Linked DNA regions of Pan troglodytes: all the other regions are linked to region 1. Evidence: chromatin contacts called from public Hi-C data. All regions are on one chromosome and are shown on one strand. The core of a region is the stretch at or near the end of the contact, and the rest is flanking DNA. Distances in the headings are between cores, read along the strand shown. Region 1 holds the start of TFPI2 (tissue factor pathway inhibitor 2). Region 2 holds the start of COL1A2 (collagen type I alpha 2 chain). Region 3 has its middle 170 kb from the start of COL1A2.

Region 1 (4,480 bases), core at 1,404-3,903:
TTGTCTCTGACTCCTGGCCTCAAGCGATCCTCCTGTCTCAGCCTCCCAAAGTGTTGGGATTACTAGCAGAAGCCATTGTGTCCAGTGGTTCATTTTTTTTTTGTATGAGCAAAAGATAATCAAAAAGTGTCCAGCACCTGAGAACAAAGAGAAATGGCAGTAGTCAGTGCTCCATGAAAACTGAGTATCAGTCCTTGAATTTTATTTTAGTCTAGTTTAAAGATATATTTAATTTTATTCAGAAGATAGATATAGGTAAGTTTGAAGTTGAGTCAACTTTTCTCCTGAATATGATTCTCGGTAAATGAGTGGTAAAATTCCCTCCCCTAATAATATTTTGAAGGAACTGGGAGGGTCTAATCTGACTTTACTCTGAATGTGTCATTCCAAAACTGGCTGTCTGTCTCAGTGGTTGGTGCATTAGAGCCAGCTCACACAGATTTTGGCCATGGGGAGCTCTGGCTCTTGGAGATCTTTTCCCACCTCAGCATTCAGTGATTCTGCAGTGGCAGCTTGAAATTGACCTTAGTGAGCACATTTACACCACAGAAATCAGTTAACTATACAAAGCATCCCCATCCCATTTTTTTTTCCCTACTGGAGAGGTGATAATTAAACATTTATCCTTATAGTTTCAACTATCATTCTTAATCATAGACATCTGCTAATCAAAGCTGACAGCATTTCCAGATCAGGCTGGTTTTCCTAGGACTGTGACCTTGTAACATGACATCAGAATGACTGAAAACTGGCACAAGGATATAATGTGCAAAATACCTCAGATTATTAACCCACTTTGAGCAAGTGTGTCCTATACTTTTCAGGGCTTCCTGAAAACTTGAAAGAGAACTTCTGTAAACTACCCCCAGTATCCTCAGAAGTCAAGAATAATTATTTACTTGAGAATGTTGAATACAACAAGAGAAAAGGGGAAGGGAAGACAAGTATATTAAAATGTCTTCAAAAATATCTTTAATATTTTATGTAAAATTTCACTGTAGGTAATTGTTTGTATTTAAAAAAAAGTGGATCACAAGCTAATATGTCAAAGGAACAGGGAACTTTAATGGATGTACTGACATTAGGAAATGTGTGGGAATACACTGATCTGGTCAAATCTTCAGAACTCCCCAAGGCTATCTCTCTGGGCTGCTATGGTTCATCTCCAAAAACATAGATACATACAAAAACATAGCTTCATACATGCTTGGTTGGGGTGTAAAATGGTACAATCATCTTGAAAAAATCCTTTGGCAGTGTCTAACATTTCTAAGTATTTTATCCAAGAGTAATAAAAATTGCAGGTCCACACAAAGCAGCTTTTTTCATAAGAGCCCCCAAACAAACTAGAAACAACACAAATTCCAGTAATAAGACATTTGTGATATATTAGAATATTACTCAATGATTTAAAGGAACAGACTATTGATACACACAGCAACATATTTATACATTGTGGGATATTCATACGTTTTGGTAAATTCATACCTTGGACTACGCAGGAATTAAAAGAGACTATTGATGCAGTGACCTGGGCGTATCTCAAAAACAGGAAGTGTGAGAAAGAAATACTACACAGTGAATACTTTATAATTCCGTTTATATGAAATTCAAGAATAGGCAAATCTAATCTATGGTAATCGAAATGAGAAGAGTGTTTGCCCCTGGCCTAAGGATGGAAGGATTGATTTAGGAAAAAGTCTGCAGGAGCTTTCTGGAGTGATGGAAATGTTCTAACTCTTTTTTCTTCTTCTTCTTCTTCTTTTTCTTCGTTTCGAGACGGAGTTCCACTCTGCCGCCCAGACTGGAGTGCAGTGGCGCCATCTGGGCTCACTGCAGCCTCCGCCTCCTGGGTTCAAGCCATTCTCCTGCCTCAGCCTCCCGAGGGGCTGGGACTACAGGCGCCCGCCACCACGCCCGGCTAATTTTTTGTGTTTTTAATAGAGACGGGGTTTCGCCATGTTGGCCAGGCTAGTCTCGAACTCCTGATTTCAGGTGATCTACCCGCCTTGGCCTCCCAAAGTGCTGGGATTACAGGCGCGAGCTACCGCGCCCAGCCAAAATGTTCTAATTCTTTATTGGTGGTTACACAGTTGTCAAAATTTATCAAACTGTCCACCTACGATATATTATAAGCCTGTATTAAATGTAAATTAGAACTCGATTGAAATCTGTGTGTATAAATATAAATATACACTTATTTACATTTCTAATCTAATCTGAAGGTCCATTGCAACGAATCCCGCTCCGCTCTGACCCAAGAACTCCGCACTTTCTCTCCACCAGCCCTTCAAATACCTGAACTTCATGCCTTCACGAGGTGGATTCCGGCTTCTTTACAGCGCAATCACTAGCAGGTCATTTCCGTCTAGCTTGCAGATTTCCCATTACTGACACAAACGCTCCCTCAGGGCGTCCCCGTCTGGACTACAGGAGAAAGTTTGGGAGGCAGGTTCAACTTTTCAACTTGGCGGGGAATTCCTCTCCCTCTTACACAGTTTGCAGCGCGGGGGCGGCGGGGTGACAGTCCCCGTGCATGAATCAGCCACCCCTCAGGCTCCGCCCCGGCGGGGGTCGGCCGGACGCTCGCCCCGCATAAAGCGGGCACCCGGGCCGCCTGGAGCAGAAAGCCGCGCACCTCCTCCCGCCAGGCGCTTTCTCGGACGCCTTGCCCAGCGGGCCGCCCGACCCCCTGCACCATGGACCCCGCTCGCCCCCTGGGGCTGTCGATTCTGCTGCTTTTCCTGACGGAGGCTGCACTGGGCGATGCTGCTCAGGAGCCAACAGGTATCTGGCCGCTCCAGGAGCCTCTCTCCCCAACCGGCGGAGAGGGCGCAGCGGGCCATGGGGCCCCGTGTAGGCGCCCTCCAAGCCTCGCTTTCTCCAGGTCCCTGCCGCGCGCTCCGCTGGCAGGGGGGACTCGCTCCCAAGTTTGCACTTTCTCTGCAGAGGCCCCTCCGCTCGGAAGGGGACAGAACTCCCCGGGATGCTCTTTCCTCCTAGGAGCTACGCCTGACCACTTTCCCTCTCTTTTGCTCTCCTTCTGCCCCTTCTTCAGGAAATAACGCGGAGATCTGTCTCCTGCCCCTAGACTACGGACCCTGCCGGGCCCTACTTCTCCGTTACTACTACGACAGGTACACGCAGAGCTGCCGCCAGTTCCTGTACGGGGGCTGCGAGGGCAACGCCAACAATTTCTACACCTGGGAGGCCTGCGACGAGGCTTGCTGGCGGATAGAAAGTAAGTGCCCTGCGCGCACCCAGGACTCTCGCGCTCCTTGCGCCGGCGGCTGGTAGCAACTTCGCCAGTTTCCCACGTCTCGCTTTCTACAGGAAGTTTTAGCCTGGGTTTTCTCAAGTGTTAAGCAAACCTCATGGTTTTCAGTTTCTTAAAATTAATCACAAATTTACAACCACTAACACATTTCCTGTCTCCCAACTGACATTGATCATAATTCAGTGCCTGTGCGGACTCAGGGAAAGATTTGTTCCCTCACCATGGGGTATAATAAATGCAAGAGAATAACGTGTTAGGTACAACGTAAGTGCTTCTCTGTATTTTTCATTAATTCCAAACCTATGATTTTTATCTCTCCTGGAGTACATCATTTCCTTCTGTCAATTATCCATCAATCTGAAATATTTTTAGTGGATTTTATTATTGAAGTGTGACTTAGCTCATTAAATAACTCTACTTTTGTCCCGATACCCAAACGTGTTGGATTAGTTGCGGGATATGGTGGAGATTCATAATACTGTTATATTTTAATTTATTTTTAATTTTTAAATTATATCGGTTAAGGCCTGTAAGAGAACATGGGGCTTTTCCATTCAAGGAACTGTGCCAGGGGAAAATGCGTATTCATATGAATAAGCTTTGATTCACTGCATATGTACAATCAGAGAACACCCAGAGAAAACAGAGAGTCTTTCTACTGAACTTGAAAGATACGTCACAGCTGAGTCAGCTCTGAATACACTGTTAGAAAAAAAAAAAAAAGTAAATATCTGGATTCATGGGAGTATTCTGGGTATTTACTATCCCAACACTAATACAACTTCTCTCCCCCCACAAAATGTTGCTGAAAATACAGTGATGGTTTAATAAGAAGGCTACTTTTGACTAACATTGTTCTATTACCCTCCTTTTCCTAGAAGTTCCCAAAGTTTGCCGGCTGCAAGTGAGTGTGGACGACCAGTGTGAGGGGTCCACAGAAAAGTATTTCTTTAATCTAAGTTCCATGACATGTGAAAAATTCTTTTCCGGTGGGTGTCACCGGAACCGGATTGAGAACAGGTTTCCAGATGAAGCTACTTGTATGGGCTTCTGTGCACCAAAGAAAAGTAAATACGATTTTTATGTATTTCTATTTCACTTTTTTGAAAAGACATTTGGGTGGAAAAAACTCAATTTGATGCGAAATTAACATGTGCATTCTCATGATTTCACATTACTTGACAAGTTAGTGACTTGTCAAGT
Region 2 (4,480 bases), core at 662-3,161, 510 kb before region 1:
AGTGCGTTATTTGAAGTGAGAACATCTGTTGCAACAGCCACAATTTAGGAGGGTGGACCACATCCAGCACTGACATTTAAGGGCAATTTACAAGAATTACTGTTAAATTACAAGAATGATATGTTTACTTCATTGTGTCCATCAGTAGGAAGAATAATTATGCCTGACTTGATTAACGGAAGTCCTTATGATTTTGGAAATTTGCCTTTTAATTACTCAGACATGGACCATTTTGAAGAATGTGTGTTTGATAACATTTATTCCAGACTGTGGTTGGCTGTTGATCAGAAGGTAAGTTGCCTTTGTACCTTCAAATTTCCCTAAGTCTGCCTTCATTTTATTCTCTAGGAGCCGACTCTTTCCTCCCACTCTCAAGATCTCATTAAAAATATGAACTCAGTAATGTGAATTTGTTCACTGCAATTACTCCTTAGTATCCACAGTATGTATACTAAAAGTGAATGAAGGGGGAACAGACACACAGACACACACACACACACACACACACAAACACACAAATGCATTAGAAATTATGCAGTGGTAGACACCGTGCTGTGTGGATGGAACAACTTTTTGGAGTACTGGGTGTGGTCAGACAATACCATCCCCCATCTAGTCAATATCTTTGTCTAGCACTTTGGCAGCCATTTTCAAGATGAAAACGGACTGATCTTCTTCATTCTCTGTTGACATGAAAGTCTGGCCATGGAACCTAGAGCTGGAAAGTGGCCTTGGGGTCCCTTTAATCTCTGTCTCGCATTTTAGAAAAGGCCGTTTGACTTGCCCAAAGTCACGCAGCAAATTGGTGTCAGACTCATGGGAAAAACCCCGGTCTCTTGAGTCTCATCTCAATGTTGATATTTCTCAACTTGCTGCGTTCATAATGTTTGCTTATCACTGGGAACATGTCAAAGGGGTAATTCTCAGGCTCAAACAAAATTTAGAGCAGATTTGAGTTAAAAAATGTTACCATTTCCATGACTAGAAAGTGAATTGAGACACTTATATTACTTTTCAGAATGTACCCACTCCAAGTAGCATCCATTCTTCTTTCCAGGGTTCACTGACTAGCCACTGGGAAAGGCTCCAACCAGAAATGCTGATCATTAATCTGTATAAATCCGTAGAAGCTTTAATTGGGATTCCATTTGCTTAAGGCCCTGTCCCCTGTACTTTCATTTTCCTTCCTCCAGAGGGCGCCTTATAACCATCATCATATCAGCATCGTCATCCTCCTCCTCCGGACAAGCCTTACAATGCCCAGAAGATAAAAGCTCTTAGGAGGTGAGTTTTACATTACTCAGTTGAAGGGTTTTCTAACGCAGGCCTCAAGTTTTACAAGGTGGACATCAGTGCGGTTATGGGGCCTGTGGGGTGCAGGCCCTTGACTTCCTCCACCACATTGGTCGTTAATATCTCATCCTTAGGGAAAAAGACCTTCCGCTCCCTTTGGGGGTTACTAAGCTGAGGAGCCAGACCGAGTTAACCGTCTCACTCTGAACTTAGAGGAAAAGTTCCCTAACTTTTGGCAAGGCTTTTATGTTTTCATTTTTTAAAGTAATTTCCATGTTTCTTATCAATTCCGGCGTTTTCCCACATGCCTGAGAGTCTGCCCTCCAAGTGTACCTGGAATTCAGGTTACGGGTTTTCCTTTTCAGGGCAGGGTGCCCTCCCATCTAACCTCTCTACCCAGTCTCCCCCAAACAAGCTGAAGGCACTTACATTGGCATGTTGCTAGGCATAAGGTTACTGCAAGCAGCAACAAAGTCCGCGTATCCACAAAGCTGAGCATGTCTAGCACTTAGACATGCAGACTCCTTGTGTCGCAGAGCCCCTGGGTCACCGGCGGAGGTATCACCTGGCGGGCGCGGGCATGCAGTCGTGGCCAGTACCTCCAACTTAGCCGAAACCTCCTGCTGCCGTGGTGCTAAAATAATAAAGCCCGAATCTGCCCTATTTATACGGCAAAAGTTTCCCTGGCCCTAGGGTGCCTCCAAAAGGGCCTCCACCAATGGGAGGGCTGGGGCTGGGGGCCCGGGCAGCCACAGCTGGGAGGAGCCTGCGGGGGCGCAGAGGAGGGAGCGAATGGGGGAAGGGACGTGGCCACGGGGCTGGCTTCTTAAATTGGTTCCATTCTTTTTGAGGACGTGGACACTTTTGAGGCTTTCAAGGGGAAACTCTGACTCGTTGTCTGCATACCTCCGCCCTCCGCATCCTCCCGCTCTCCCCCGCCCTTTCCAAGTGTGGAAACACTATGGGACACGTCGGAGTGCTCTGCAGCCCCGACATGGGCAGAATTTGCAGATCTCCGGCGATCAAAGCAGGAGCTGTCCAGTCCCGCCTCACCTGTGCCCTGTAGGCCACTTGTAGGGTGGAGGGCTCCAGCGGGAGCGGAGGGGGCAGAGAAGGAGGGAGGGAAGACTCGACAGCGTGGCGCAGCCGGAGCCCGCCTCCCTGCCCCTCCACCCCTGCACCCCGCCCCCAGCCCCGTCCCGCTTTTCTCTAGCTTTGGGGCTCGTGTGCGCCCACTGTTTCAGCAGTGATGCACTCTCTTTGTCTTATGACTTCGGGAAAGGGGGGGTCCTGTCTGTGGAGGGCTGGGTTGCAGTCGGAGGGCGCCTTTTGTTGGCAGGTGGGCTGGGGAGCAGGGTCGAGGCTGCTTGGCACCCGGCTACAGGGAGGATAGGCTTTGCGAACTCTAGACTAGACCGAGTCACCTGGGGAAGTCCTTCGACCTCCTAGCTTGCCTTTGCTGAGGCTCATTCCAAAGAGGGTCTTTTGGGGGATGGTCTGGCACTCCGACACGACTCCAACCGACCTGGAGACCGAGAACTTATTTCTCAGTCTCTCCTTTCTGAGGCTGCGGTGGGGGATCTTTCATGGTTTCCAGTCTCCCCTCCCCTTCTCCATGGGCTCCTTGTCTGGATTTACCAGTTCTACCCTGAGCCTGGACCCTTCAACCCTCCCGTGAGCCCCCCGGTCCCTCTTGACCTTGCTGCTTACTCTCTGTCCCATCTCTTACAGCCACACCCAAGCATCTCCCCTAGCACATCCAGAGGCCCTTCTGATTCGAGCTTGGGGTCTTCGTAGTCTTCGCTGGTAACACCCCAAGCAGTGCGCCCACCAACGTGGATGTTAACTCTCTCCCCAGCACCCAACTTCCCTCTTCTCTGGCCGCCTCCATCCAACCCTCCACTCCCTACTAGGGAGAGGAGGAACTGGTACTTTGACCCTGAGGTGGGAGGCCAAAGGTCCTGTGCCTTTTTCTAAAGCCTCTTGAGATGGCATTCCAGGCCCTAGGTTTGAAAGGCTGTGTGTGTGTGTGTGTGTGTGTGTGTGTGTGTCAGGCCTCTCCTCTACTTGCCTAAGGTCCCCATGAGGCAGCGGGGGCCTAGTTAGAGTGCTGCTCTATCCCAGAAGTCATCGCAAAGGGGGCATCTTTAGGTCAGTTCTGTCTCTAAGAAACAGAAGCAAGTGGGCTGTAGTTGCCTGAGAATCTTTTTCCCTTCCTTCCCCCCACCCCCTCCCCGCTTTTTTTGCTTTGCCTTAAGGAAGAATTTCTGCAGAAGTTAACTCCATCAGCAGCTTCTGTAAATAAAAGGGACTATTCTAAAGCAGGCTACTCTTTCTAAATGTAAAAGAAGAAAAAAAGGTTAATGCAAGTAAAAGTGGATAACCAAAAACTATAATAAACTCTTGTTTTATTCTAATTAAAGGCACTGACTTGGGAGACCACGTTGGATGATTTTTTGAAGTATCTGGGAGTGAAAGAATTTGAAAGGGTTACTAGTCATTCCTAGAAGGGGGTTTACAGGGAGCAATCCACATTCAAATTTTTTTCTAACTAGGCAACAATGTTTGAAGTTTTCTAGGTTCTAGGAACAACAACAACAAAAGACCTGAGGTTGAATTGTATATTCCAAGAACATTTTTAACATTTCCCTGAAATATCACCATTACAGAACTAACAAAAAACTTTTAAAGTGGAAATCATTTTTATCAGGAAAGAAAAACTTCAATACTGCATCATAACGAATTTTTTCCTGCATATCAGAAGAGTGAGAAATGATTTCTAAGAATCATTGTTACCACTGTGCTGAATTGCCTTTGCAGGGCATATGTGTGTATTTGTCCTGTGTTGCTGAGAGTCAGAGACTAATTCTGAGCAAAATGACTCAGGGTCGTAATGCAACAGATTTATGAAAGAAACCCTCCAAATACCCTTCAGTGAGGTTATCTGATAACGCTTCTGGGGTCAAGTTGGCTCAATCATTGGATTTGCAATAGATATCCCAAGTTTTAAACATTTCATTGTAGGTTTTGTTGTTGTTGTCAAAATAGTTTAAAACATAGAATGTTTTTAGAAGTGTGATTATAATTTCTCTTTTAGCCAAAAAAGAAAAATCCTCAGCAAGTTTTTGAGAATTAGAGGACTGTAAATTGAAGCAGACATCTATAAACTTAGAGGGAAAACGTCTCT
Region 3 (4,480 bases), core at 731-3,230, 340 kb before region 1:
AAACAGCAGATCTAAGCTCTTTAGCTGGAATTCCAAAATCCATAAGGCCATGAGATGTGAAAGTTTGTTTTTATACGCAACCGCGTTTGGTGGCAAAAACAGACAACATAAGGCTATTCATAGTGTTTATTTATAGCAGATGTAAATGTTCACCCATTGTGCCCTGGGATATATTGATGAGTTTGACTACTGAATTCTCTCTAGACTCTGTTGGGAATAATCATAATATATAAGATATGCCCTATATAATCTTTCTGAAATTGATAAAAACAATCTGAATCTGAAATACATCTGGTCCTGAGGTTTTTTAATAATGGATATGGACCTGAATATTAACATTAAGAATGAGAAACACATGCATTGTTATGTATATGTTAGCTGGATTTAGCCATTCTACAATGTACACATACTTCAAAACATTGTTTTGTATATGATAAATATAGAGAATTTTTATTTGTGAATTAAAAATAAATTTAAAAAGAGAAACATATTTCAGAATAATTGGTGATAAGGAGGTGAGAGAAGATATTAGAGGACTGCACAGGTACTTTGGTATATAGGGTAGGTAATATTTAGGTAAATGGGGTAGGGGGTCATGATTTTACTTTGTTTCAACACCTTCCATGTATGTTACATGTATGAAGTGTGTTATATATTACATAATACGTAAGTGCAATAACTCAGAAACAGTGAAATATCACATGTTCTCATAGTTGGGAGCTAAATATGTGTACACGTGGACAGGTTGTGGAGTAAGACATTGGAGACTCTCAAGGGTGGGAGGAGGGAGGATCCTGAGGGAAGAAAAATTACCTAATGGGTACAATGTACATTATCCAGGTGATGGTTACACTAAAAGCTCAGACTTCACTACTACACAATATATCCACGTAACTACACCAGAAAATTCAAATTATCTATAAATATCGCATGAAGAAATGATTAAATATATTATGAAAATGTGTCTGGAAGTTTTGTGTTACTTGAATAAAATGCTTCATTCAGAGAAATGATCTGACATTTCTGTGGTCACTACCAGCTCAAAAGAAAGTAATTCTGTCGGTAGGTGTCTGAGTTTATTAAACCTATTTTGCCAGGCAGTTGATATAAAGATATTTTTAGTAGATTGTAAACAAGAAAATCATGCATTGTTAGCTAAGTTGCCTCACATATTAATTTGCTCAAACTTTGATATTTGGTTTCATGCATTCTGTTTCTATGAACATCTTTTTGTTTTTATATTTTCAATAACTAAGGAATTTTAAGAGCATTATTTTAAATGTATATACTTGTCACATTAAATATCTTGAGTTTTTATGTACATATTCAAAGTTTTATTCCTTTTGTTCTAGTTGTTGGATGGAACACTAACTGTATTGTTGTATCAAATAAATATCTCTTGTTGACCATAAAATAAAATGCGGATTGAGAATGTTTTAATTCTTTATTCTTTTTCATTTTTTAAAACAGATGATTTTTCTTCTCACAAAATTGATGTCATGGCTCTTGTCTTAAGCTACTTTTTTAAAAAATTGACTACATTTAAAAAAAATGCAACGTTCGTCCATGTGCACTAGAAATCCTAAACAAGAATATCAACTGTCCTTATTCTTAAACGTTAAAATGGTGGATGCTTAATGGATGGGTTGTCTTCGTATTATAAACAATGTGAATTGACCAGTTGAAAACAACTCGTCACTGCGAAGGTTTTGATTTATCTCTCCTCTTTTCAGATATGGGCTAATTATTCCATAGATAACCTCATCTCTTTCAAAGCAGGAGCCTGACTATTACGCCTCTTGTGTTGTGAATTTAATGCCATGGTAAAGAACACCCACTGCAAACCACAAAACAGCATTGAGTCGGAGAGAGAGAAAAGCTGCCAAAGCAGTTAATGTGATCTCGTTTGACAACCTTGGTTCCTGAATCAGGCATTCTTCCACAGGGTTTGGGCACTTAGGCTGTGAGCGGGAGGTGTTTAAACAGACAGCATCTGCCTCAGCAGCCAGCCTTCCTGCTGGCTCTCAACAGGAAGGGCATTCATCTCCTTCACATGTCTTGTGCATTAATTTAGCAAAACAGTCGTCCTGCTGGTAAGCCAAAGTAATCAGAACACACAGGAGATGAGACTTCAAAAAGAATCTGGAGCCATTTGAACAACTCTAGGACTGTCATTGGCATGCTTTGGGGCATATGTACTCAAAATGTGTAGACACCTCTTCGGAATCGGATTTTTGCCCAGATCATCAGGGATTACACTTATCTGAGGAATCTCCAGCCCCCTGGCTGAAATGCAGAGGAGAATTGCCCATAACGTGCCCTCAGGGCATAGGAGATTCCACAAGATGGGGATATTCTCAAAGGAAAGTAGAGTAGCACTCCTAAAGGGACATTGATAAGCCTTTACCTTGCAGCGACTACTATCATTTTTTTTTCTCCTTTCCTGCAAGAGAAGAGATCACACAGCAGATGATCTTGAACTTATTTACAGACTTATTGTAGAAAATAAAGCATTATTAAGATTAAATCTAACACTCTATGCAGGTTTTCTTCAAAAGGGTCAAAATATTATCTATAATTTGCAATAGTCTGCTTTGTAAAAAAAAAAGTACAGTTAAATATTTTGTTTCTTTTTAAAAATTAATAAACTGTTGAAAGTTAGAAGTAAATACTAGTCACCATGAAAGAAGAACTAATATTTTTTAACCTCCTAATCATCAGCTAGTATGTTCTCTAGACTCTAGAGATTTTAAGGAACTTAATTTATATCTACATGATTTTACATTATTACTTTATGTATGCTTCTATGGAGTTTTCTTTATTTATTAAAATATCATATAATCCTTGAAATATTTAAGGGCCACATCAGTAGAGCTCCAGACTCTCCAAGTTCAAATCCCAGAGGCTTTGCTTACTAAACTATATGACCTTGATCAAATTGCTTAAAGTTTTTTTGGTATTTTTCATCTTTAAAATAGTATATTATAAATAGCTATTTGATTTCATGTGATCGTCATGGGAATTAAATGGGCTAAACCATATAAAATGCTTAGAACTATTGAACTGGTACATAACTAGGTCCTCAGTATTCATTAGCTATTATTTTTATCTCCTCCTCAGTTCAGCACTTAAAAATTCTTACTCTCCTTTCACAATACCACACTTTTTTTTTAAATGAAATATGGCTCTGTAGAAAAGTTTTGCAATAGGAAACTTAAGCCAATTTTTAAAAAACCTAGCTTTAAAATAACCAGTGAAATGAAGCCGGTAAACAAATAATACTATTAAAATTTCCTTTTTATCACTTTAATTATCAGGAAAGGCTTCCATTTTTGCTTACATGGATTTTGAAAAACAACAAGTTTCTATGTAGAATCATAAGATATTAACCGAGTAACTTGTATTTTATTCTGATCTAGTGAGGTAGGTAAAGTTTTACTCCCTACCCAAGCCCACTTTAAATAGAGTAGCTTCAATTTTATGCATTTTTAATAGTTGAGCTCCTGTGAAATTTGCATTTGAATGAAAGGTATCTCATCAACTAGAATAACTAAAAATTTTGAAAACTTCATATTTAGTCCACACATCTCATTTAATAGATGAGAAAACTGAGGAGCTGAGAAATGATATAACTTGTTGACTGGATGGGATGTGCCCTCCCTAGAAGGCATGGGAAAAAGAATCAACTGAAAACAATTTGTAGATATTTTCTGTTCTTTATCTTGAATATGTAAAAAATTCCAAGCTATAAGCACTTTTATTATTATTATTATTTTACAATATCTCACTCGATAGCTACGAAACATAAATATGGAGAGTCAATGTGTTAAGTTAAACACGTAAATTATGAAACAGAATTTCTGTTCATTTTGTTAAACAATTGAGTACTTATAGAGTATAGGATTTTTACAATTATTATTATACTTTAAGTTCTAGGGTACATGTGCACAACGTGCAGGTTTGTTACATAGGTATATGTGTGCCATGTTGGTTTGGTGCACCCATCAACTCATCATTTACATTAGGTATTTCTCCTAATGCTATCCTTCCACCAGCCCCCTACCCCCTGACAGGCCGAAGTGTGTGATGTTCCCTGCCCTGTGTCCATGTGTTCTTGTTGTTCAACTCCCAACTATGAGTGAGAACATGCGGTATTTGGTTTTCTGTCCTTGTGATAGTTTGCTTAGAATGGTTTCCAGCTTCATCCATGTCCCTATAAAGGACATGAACTCATCCTTTTTATGGCTGCATAGTATTCCATGGTGTATATGTGCCACATTTTCTTAATCCAGTCTATCATTGATGGACTTTTGGGTTGGTTCCAAGTCTTTGCTATTGTGAATAGTGCCACAATAAACATACGTGTGCATGTGTCTTTATAGTAGCATGATTTATAATCCTTTGGGTATATACCCAGTAATAGGATCGCTGGGTCTAATGGTATTTCTAGTTCTAGATCCTTGAGGAATTGCCACCCTGT

Evidence for each region. Hi-C and Micro-C count contacts between places; a contact is called where the count stands out from the background.
Region 2: a contact with region 1 is called in a Hi-C map of induced pluripotent stem cells, with 2.3 times the contacts expected there. The contact joins the promoter of COL1A2 here to the promoter of TFPI2 in region 1. A contact is called at or near these places in 2 of 7 Hi-C or Micro-C datasets (both in induced pluripotent stem cells).
Region 3: a Hi-C map of stem cell-derived neural progenitor cells shows a contact between it and region 1, with 2.0 times the contacts expected there. The contact joins the enhancer-like site here to the promoter of TFPI2 in region 1. A contact is called at or near these places in 2 of 7 Hi-C or Micro-C datasets (blood and stem cell-derived neural progenitor cells).

Annotation. Positions count from the first base shown.
Region 1 is chr6:103,265,076-103,269,555 of NHGRI_mPanTro3-v2.0_pri, reverse strand. It overlaps TFPI2 (tissue factor pathway inhibitor 2), which reads left to right and starts at 2,653. Exons shown (of 5, transcript XM_001168275.7): 1 at 2,653-2,787; 2 at 3,059-3,241; 3 at 4,156-4,344. The coding sequence starts at 2,700.
Region 2 is chr6:103,769,785-103,774,264 of NHGRI_mPanTro3-v2.0_pri, reverse strand. It overlaps COL1A2 (collagen type I alpha 2 chain), which reads right to left and starts at 1,911. Exons shown (of 52, transcript XM_001168894.7): 1 at 1,723-1,911. The coding sequence starts at 1,792.
Region 3 is chr6:103,602,546-103,607,025 of NHGRI_mPanTro3-v2.0_pri, reverse strand. No RefSeq gene overlaps it. Among named protein-coding and RNA genes, the nearest start is that of COL1A2, 170 kb to the left of the region's middle. Within about 2 kb of position 1,980, at least 8 of the 24 cell types and tissues checked have an H3K27ac peak or open chromatin away from gene starts, as enhancers often do. A contact at or near this core is called in stem cell-derived neural progenitor cells, where this site is marked.